Linked DNA regions of Hordeum vulgare: region 1 is linked to region 2. Evidence: chromatin contacts called from public Hi-C data. All regions are on one chromosome and are shown on one strand. The core of a region is the stretch at or near the end of the contact, and the rest is flanking DNA. Distances in the headings are between cores, read along the strand shown. Region 1 holds the start of LOC123430611 (acyltransferase-like protein At1g54570, chloroplastic). Region 2 holds the start of LOC123409457 (MDIS1-interacting receptor like kinase 2-like).

Region 1 (4,276 bases), core at 155-2,654, 420 kb before region 2:
ACTTATGTATTGGAGAACATATTAATGCTATATGCATGGCCCTCTCACTTCTTCATCTATTGGTTGATTCTACATCGAGAACAAAATTTTGACAGAATTTAAGGTGAACATAGCTATATTTGATCCTTATATAAATTAAAAATTTATGTTCTTTTAGGTAGGAGAGGCCACGTCGGACCCAGAACCACTTGCGCCAAAAGGTACAGGTTCGACGTGGGCTCTTTGCATTGCACTGTGGGGAAAGGCTTGCCTTGTACTCCCTCTGTTTCTAAATATAAGTCTTTCTAAAGATTCAACTAACGAACTGCATACAGATGTATATAGATATAATTTAGAGTACAGATTCATTCATTTTGCTCCGTATGTAGATACTTAGTGAAATATCTTAAAAGACTTATATTTAGGTACGGAGGGAGTATGATTTTTCAGCGATGCTCACATCAACCCGCATATAGGTGTTCTAAAAGTCTAATTTATGTACATCTCATTTGATATCGGCATATATTTGACTTTTAATATTCTTATTATATCTAGGCTTGTTGTGTGTTTGCGTCCCTACTGTTTTAGCCCTGATTAATTTGATAAATAATGACTTCATGGAGACTAGCACACTAGTAGTAACGCTGAAAGCAGGCTTTTCCTGCTTGGCCGGCAATAGTATTTCGCTAAAGGTGATAGCAGAGATAAAGTATATACTGTATGTTGAATACAACAGCATACTCACTTGCCCAAAGACTTGTGGTGCAAAATGAGTCCCATCCCAACACCGTCAGTTCCTGCAGTCCAGTCAATTCGAAGCACACTCTTAGAACAGAAGCAAACTCTCCATTTAGCCATTCAGGTCACCGCAAACATGGAGGTGATCTCGCGCTGATGAGCTGCCTCCATCATGCAGTGACCAACCTGAATGGAGAAGTTGTTTATTGCGAGAGATTGGACGACCAACCTGGCAAGAAGAGCAGCAGGGGCGCGTCCTCCACCGCCGGCTGGCCTGACTCCACGGGGCAAAACCACCGCGGCGGCCCTCCGTCGTCCTTGCACAGGGCCCTGGCGGCCGCGAAGTAGTCCTTGACGGTCACGCCCCCGAACCCATCGTCGTAGAGGGGCTCCAGCCCTCTGTCCTCCTCCTTCGCCGGTTCTTCCTTCTTCCCGCCCTTGGTTCTCGGCCCCACCTCCCCGTTCACAGCGACGGAGCTGGCCCGGAGGCCGCCGCCGAGCCGGGAATGGTGTCGGACCAGGCGGCCGGCCGGCTTCACGCCGTAGACGGCGGGGAAGGAGCGGAGGGCGGGAATGGACATTGCTGGAGAAGGAAGTGGCGCGGATGGATGCCTTTGGTTGGAGAAACGGAGGAGTTAGTTGAAGAAGAAAAGAAGGGCGGGGTCTGTGGAGGGGATGGGGCGGCGAGTGATTGGGGTGGCAGCGGGGCACGTAGGAGAGATCAAGAGCAAGCCACTCTCCGGGGAAGCAGACAAAGGGGGACAAGCTCAGTGCTGACCGCACCAACTTTCTTTTTCCTTTTTCTAATCCCATCCCATGTAGTGTACTAGTATTAGCTCCCACAAACGTATAAACGTGTCTGGATCCCTAAAGAAACAGACGTGTCTGACGTATGTCCTTTTCTTTTTGAGGGAAATGTTGCTCATTTATTCATTGTTCATAGCCCCCTCTGCACGTAATCTTCGAGCTACGAGTCACATGAAACCACGTTTTACACGACGACTTACAGCAACCCGTACAACTCTTAGAGACTTGAAATTGAGAGAGCAGTTCCTTGATTTTTCGAACAACTTGTCCGTCCGCCGATAAGTCCCTTTGTTGACTGACGATCTTTCCCACAACCGTTTGTGAGGCCAACTCCATCACGCGACATCATCTTGTTTGCACGCGTTCGTTCGGAGTAGAACAGACGAATACCACGACCCAACGCGCGGACCCATACAGACAAATGTTCGGATTTCATCCGTTTTCGACCCATCCTCAGCCCAAAGTCTCAAACTTGCGTTCGGTTTGGGAAAAACGGACATCGCGCGGATGCGCTCGCCGCACGCCCTTGTCCGTGCGTGGCCCGCGTGTCGGGGACACAAGCATTCCCAAAAATTCCAACGCCTCCACCCCCTCTCCCGCCCCGCCCCGTCGACGGCGCCGCCGCTATTCTCCGGCCACCTCATCCCCCGACCGTCCATAGCAAACCCCGTCTGGCCATGGCCGCCACCACGCCCGCGCTTTCATCGTAGTTTGGGCGTCGATCGGAGAAGGTTTGACCGTCGTCGTAGCCGGCGGCAGAGTGGATACGGCCGCAGGCGACGTACCACAGGCGGCCGCGACAACTTTCGACGAGTGCTCCAGAGCGGCCAGTAGCCGGCCACCAACCACCCCTGCATCGAGGTGACCATCGCGGCCTCTTTGCCACCACGAGTGCAAGGTGTTCGACACTTTGCCCGCAAAGGTATGGACAGTGGTGATGAGTTTTTCTTCCACCACTTCATCTATTCATCGGACGATTCGTCGTTCGATGATGAAGATATTGTGGTGGCTGAAGTGATGGTTCACGACCACATTCAATGACAGCTTCCTCGGTACAGGGGGTCACTCCCTGGTCGTGCTCCGAACCTGAACCGCAACACGGAGAAAGGTCGAGCTCTGCTCTATGTCGATTACTTTGCGAGCACACCGCTCTTCAAGCCGGATAAATTCCGTCGCCGTTTTCTTATGGCAAGGCATGTGTTCAATCGTATCCAAGAGGGAGTGGTTGCTCATGACCCATACTTCGAGTGCAAGACGGATGCCGTTGGCAAGCTAGGATTCTCCTCTTACCAGAAATGCACCGCGACCATCCGAATGCTTGCATATGGAATTCCAGGCGATCTGGTGGATGAGTATGTGCGTATGAGTGAGACAACATGTCTCATGTCAATGTACAAGTTTTGCCAGGCTGTGATCGAGGTGTTTGGCCTTGAGTACTTGAGGCAGCCAACTGCCGCTGATACAGAGAGATTGTTGGCGACCAACGCATCTAGAGGCTTTCCAGGCACGCTTGGCAGCATAGATTGTATGCACTGGGAGTGGAAGAAATGTCCATTTGCTTGGTAGGGCCAGTACAAGGGGCATGTCAAAGCGTGCACTGTCATATTAGAAGCGGTGGCTTCGCAGGATCTTTGGATATGTCATTCTTTCTTTGGCATGACAGGTTCTCACAATGATATCAACATGCTGCAGCGTTCTCCAGTCTTCGCAAGGCTTGCAGAAGGCCACTCCCCCTATCAACTTTGAGATCAACGGTCACCAGTACAACACGGGATACTATCTAGCTGATGGTATATATCCTGAGTGGTCAACTTTTGTGAAGACAATCTCAGACCCCTAAGATGAGAAGAGAAAGAAATTTTCCCAAATGCAAGAGAGTGCTAGAAAGGATGTGGAACGTGCTTTTGGTGTGCTTCAATCCTGATGGGGTATCGTTCGAAACCCTGCACTATCATGGGATGAAAGGAAGCTTTGGGAGGTGATGACTACTTGTGTGATCATGCACAACATGATCGTCGAGGACGAGCGTGATGACAGTATCTTCGACCAAGGATTTGATTTTCAAGGTGAAAATGTTGAGCCCCTGCACCAAGAACCGGTCACGTTTCAACAATTTGTCCAGTTCCATCGTGAGATGCGTGATTGGCACACTCATTTGAATCTTCAAAATGACTTGGTTGAGCACACGTGGGAACATATTGACAACCAATAGATGTAAAACTATTTTATTTAGAGACAATTTCAATTTGGTTGTAAAACTATTTTATTTAGAGACAATTTTGATTTGGGTTGGTGTGCAAACTTGTTTTGATACGAAAATATGGGCATTTTAGGCCTTGGCAGACAAGATGGGGCAAAAGGATGCGGCCGCACGCTGGGCGCACGGCCAGCGCATCCCAGGACAGGGTCGGACACGACCCCGTCTCCCTACCCAAACGGACAGAATCCGGGCAAAACAGACGTCCGTTTGGGGTCGCGCGGTGGAGTTGGCCTGAGTACATCTCCAGCACCACATTGTGGATGTTTAGTTCCTGCGCAAGTAGAATACCTCGACGACATGCAAAGAGCTCCGCAATTTCAGGACCTGCAGTAGCTAGGAAAAATGGCTCCACAAGTCCAAGGGACGCCTTCATGCGTCGTTGTCGGGCGAGAGCCGCTCGCCGGCATGGTCTCCATTGCCGGCCCGTCTTCGCCATCACCGCCCGGAACATCATCAACAACGTAGCTATCGATTCCGATTTGCGCATCATCC
Region 2 (4,488 bases), core at 1,349-3,848:
GTCAGTGCCCTCACCTCGTTCTCGAAGCTCTTCTCGCTGATGCCCCAGCACGCGTCCCCTGTTTCCGACACGTCGAGCTTTTTCACGGCGAGAGAGTGGCCGCCCGGTACTTTGGCGTGGTACACGCTCCCGAAGCTGCCCTTGCCGATGCAGTAAGCGTCGTTGAAGTGCTCCGTCGCCGCCAGGATCTCGCCGAAGGAGAACTCCACGTCCTTGCTCCATATGGACGCCTGCAGAGCCGTCGTCGTGCTGCTGCCGCTCGCCATTGTCTCTTCCGTGTCTTCGTCTGTTCGCCTCTTCTTGCGGACGAGCACGAGGACCACTGCAGCGATGAAGAACAGCATCGCGCCGACAACAGAAAGTGCGACAGCAAGGATCAGCCTGATGTTTTGTCGCCCTGAGCCAACCCCGGCTCCGGTGGAATGCAAGCTGCAGGATTTCAGGCCGGCTACGTCGCCGCACAGGCCAGGGTTGCCACTGAGATCCAGGTCGCTCAGCGACCTCATCTTGCCCAGCAGAGCCGGCACGGGTCCGGTGAGGTTGTTGCTGCTCAGGTTGAGGTACCACATGCGGTCCAATTTCGTGAGCTCCACGGGCACGCCGCCGTCGAGCTCATTCCCGGACAGGTCTAGCAGCAGCATGGTTGTCACGTTCCCCAGTGCCGAAGGGATCGGACCTGACAACATGTTGTGCCTCAGGTTCACATTGAGCAACTGTAGTTTGCCGAGCTCCGGAGGGATCGCGCCGGTGAGGTGATTCGCAGCGAGGCTCAAATCCTTCAGTGCAGACATGTCACCGAAACCGGGAGGAATTGTCCCGGTGATCTTGTTGCGGTCCAGGTTCAGATACAGGAGGCTCTTCAACTGAGCCCAGTGCTCCGGGAGCTCGCCGGCAAAGGAATTCCCGGAGAGATCAATGTAGTAAAGGTTAGGATGCAATCCCAAGACTCGTGACACGTTGCCGGTAAGAAGGTTATGTGCCATCCTGATGCGTACCAGCTTGGTCAAGTTTCGGTAGCAAGCGGGCACGGTGCCGGTGAAGCGGTTGCTGTCCAGGCCAAGGTACATGAGGCGGGAGGCGCTCAAGCACAGCCCCCGGGGCAGCTCGCCGGAGAAGTTGTTGTTTGCCATGCTTACCACGGTCAGCTGGCGGCTGGAAACCGGCGGGATTGTCCCCGAGAAGAAGTTGTCAAAGGCGACGATGTAGACGAGGTCCGGCAGCCGGACAAGCCCGGCCGGCAGCTCCCCCTCGAGCATGTTGGTGCTCACAGATATCTTCTGCAGCGCTCTCATGTTCCCCAACTCGTCAGGCAATCGGCCGGTGAGCTTGTTGTTGTACAGCCGAAGAGTCTCTAATCTTGTGAGGTTGCCGATGCTCCGTGGTATCGTACCAGAAAATTCGTTCTCGGCGAGGTCCAGCAGCTTCAGATTCGTCAGACTTCCGATGATCTCCGGGATCTTGCCGGAGAGGTTGTTGGTCGCGAAGGAGAGGAACTCCAGCCTCGACGCCATGGCGACCTCCGCGGGGATCTCGCCGATGAAACGGTTCTTGTCCGCCTGAAACACCGTGAGACGTGTCCACGCCGTGAAGTAGTCCGGCAAGATCTCCCCGGCGAGCATGTTCTTGGAGACGTTGAATTCTCGTACTTTCCTCAGCTTGGCCCACGACACCGGCAGCTTCCCGGAGAGCTTGTTAACTGCCAGCCCAATGACGGTGAGGTTGGTGCAGTGGCTGAGTTCCGTCGGAAGGGTGGACTCCAGCTGCGCGATGCTGACATTGATGCGCTCGAGCGACCGGAGCATGCCGAGAGAGGCGGGGATCGCGCCTCCCAGCGGGTTGCTGTGCAGCTCGAGCACTCGTAGCCTCGAGATGGAACCGAGCGCCGGCGGTATGCCACCGGAAAAACCGTTCTTGCCAAGAACAAGGCTCTGAAGCCTGGTCAAGTTGGCGACGGAAGGCGGTATTTCGCCGGCGAACTGATTGGAAGAAAGGCTGAGGTGCTCGAGGTTAGGCATGTACGCAGGCAAGGCCGGCGGGATCGGGCCGGAAAAATTATTGTTGGACAAATCAACCGACAAGATGTTAAGCAGCGGCGCGGACACGTTCAACGGGAACGATCCGACCAGCGTGTTGTAGCTGAGGTTGAGGCTGCCGAGGCTGGGCAGAGACGAGAGGTCCAGAGCGTCGAGCGTGCCGTCGATGCCGGCGCCAGACACGTCGACGCCGACGACCCGGCCGGAGACATCGCACGTCACGCCGTGCCACGAGCACACCGCGAAGCTGGAGTTGGCGGCGGCCGCCCGGTCCCACGAGGCCAGAGCGCCCGCGGCGGCCGCGGTCAGCGGCAGGCTGTCCTTCCATTCCAGGAGCACCTCTCCCTCGCCGCGCGCAGAGCTCGCGCCGCGCAGCTGCGAGGACGACAGGAGTAGGAAGAGAAGAAGCGTAAGCGGGACAGTGTCTCGCCTGCACGTTCTTGCTCGATGGTGATCATGGCGCCTCATGTCGATCTCTCTCGGAGAATCAGCAGTTGGATGAGGATCGTTTGTCAACTTTGTCATAGGAGTACGTGTGCAGCTGCAGCCATCGCGGGCACTGCCTGCGGTCCGAGAACTTCTACAGACAGTGGACATTTCATATGAGGGCGTTGACCGATGGTAGAAGTGTTAATACTAGCAGCCATTCAGGGCAGGACTGTAAATTATGAAATGTGTTTGTTTGTTTGTTTTTGCCATATACATGTCCGCTCCTTTCCTTGAAAGGTTGAAGGTGTCACCCGGAAAGAAAAAAGTATAGAAAGCAGGTTGAAGGAGTTCTTTTATACTCTCTCAGTTTTAAAATAAGTGTCTTAATATTAGTATTTTTTTTAAATAATATAAAATTGGGACAATTATTTTAAGACAAAAGGAGTAATTTTGGATGAATTGAATTTGATAACACTAACTAGAAGGAGTCGCGTGCCAAATGAAAAATTAGTAGTGCTAGCTTTTATCGGGTACGGGGATATCGTTGGATGTTGGATGAACATCCGTTGAGACTTGAGACACAATATGCTTAGTGGAGAGCTATGCTCTCATCCCATAACCAATAATACTATATTGAATTTAATGGTATACAACATATACAGATGTATACATGTATTGTGCTTCGGTACACAATAAGTCTATACACGTTGATCGTCAAATACTGTATGAATCTCATTGCTCTATTATATGGCATCCTCGTACCCGATAAATACCCGAACCGCTAAAAAACCCACTCTCGGGGTCACGTGCTTTGATATGATCGTCACATACTGTATGAATCTCATTCATAGTTTTGTTTTGTTGTTGTGTTATGTGTAGTCGGTAAATCACAAGATTTTAATATGCTAGGCTTGGTATTTTTTTATTGATGGTGTCATCTTTTAATTTATTAAATAGATGTGATGGGTAAGGTGCACACACACAAATCATGAGGGCAATTGATTATGCTTACTAGCGTGTAGCAACATTCATATGTCAAACACATTAGGCCATACACATGCCACACATATAAGAAAAAGGATTAGAATCAGTCGAAGGATAGCAACGACCTGTAAGCCGCCTCATCGTTACGACGCCTCTCTCGTGCGGTGTGGCCTTGACAACGTGCATTCCTTATCTCCCCCCACCTCTGGTTCGATCCGACCCCAAATTAGAAAATCACCGCCTCCATTGGTTCGATCCGCCACCTGCCGCAGTTGCCAGCTTCCGATCCCAATGGCGAAGCTTGCATGGCGATTGGGTGTAGTGGGAATCGGACGACGACTTGGGATGGCTCTATCGCGGCAGGCGCGTGGTGGCGGCGACGCTTCATTCGTGGACGCGGCGGTGGTTCGGGTTGCGTTGCCGCTGCGGTGATTCCATTCCGACGTTGAGACGGGGCGCGACCATGGTGGAGGGGTGTGTTGGAAATATGTCCTAGAGGGCAATAATAAATTAGTTATTAGTATATTTCCTTGTTCATGATAATCGTTTATTATCCATGCTATAATTGTATTGATTGGAAACTCAAATACATGTGTGGGTACATAGACAACACACTGTTCCTAGTGAGCCTCTAAGGACTAACTCGTTGATCAAAGATGGTCAAGGTTTCCTTGCCATAGCCATGAGTTGTCATTTTATAACGGGATCGCGTCAATAGGGGAATGATGTGATGGACAAGACTCAAACTATGAACGTAGCATGTGATTGTGTCAGTTTATTGCTACCGTTTTCTGCATGTCAAGTATCTATTTCTGTGACCATGAGATCATGCAACTCTCGGACATCGAAGGAATTCCTTGTGTGTATCAAAAGTCACAACGTAACTGGGTGACTATAAATGTGCTCTACAGGTATCTCCGAAGGTATCTGTTAGGTTGGCGTGAATCAAGACTAGGATTTGTCGCACTGTATGACGAAGAGGTATCTCTAGGGCCCACTCGGTAATACAACATCACAATGAGCTTGCAAGCAATGTGACTAA

The links. A called contact is a pair of places that touch in the nucleus more often than the background predicts.
Region 1: a contact with region 2 is called in a Hi-C map of seedling, with 4 times the contacts expected there. The contact joins the promoter of LOC123430611 here to the promoter of LOC123409457 in region 2. A contact is called at or near these places in 2 of 6 Hi-C or Micro-C datasets (leaf and seedling) and 1 of 1 datasets of contacts at active chromatin or transcription factors (embryo).

What each region holds. Positions count from the first base shown.
Region 1 is chr1H:265,018,314-265,022,589 of MorexV3_pseudomolecules_assembly, reverse strand. LOC123430611 (acyltransferase-like protein At1g54570, chloroplastic) reads right to left here and starts at 1,404. Exons shown (of 13, transcript XM_045114465.1): 1 at 947-1,404; 2 at 725-776. The coding sequence starts at 1,298.
Region 2 is chr1H:264,594,711-264,599,198 of MorexV3_pseudomolecules_assembly, reverse strand. It overlaps LOC123409457 (MDIS1-interacting receptor like kinase 2-like), which reads right to left and starts at 2,598. Exons shown (of 2, transcript XM_045102354.1): 1 at 1-2,598. The coding sequence starts at 2,558.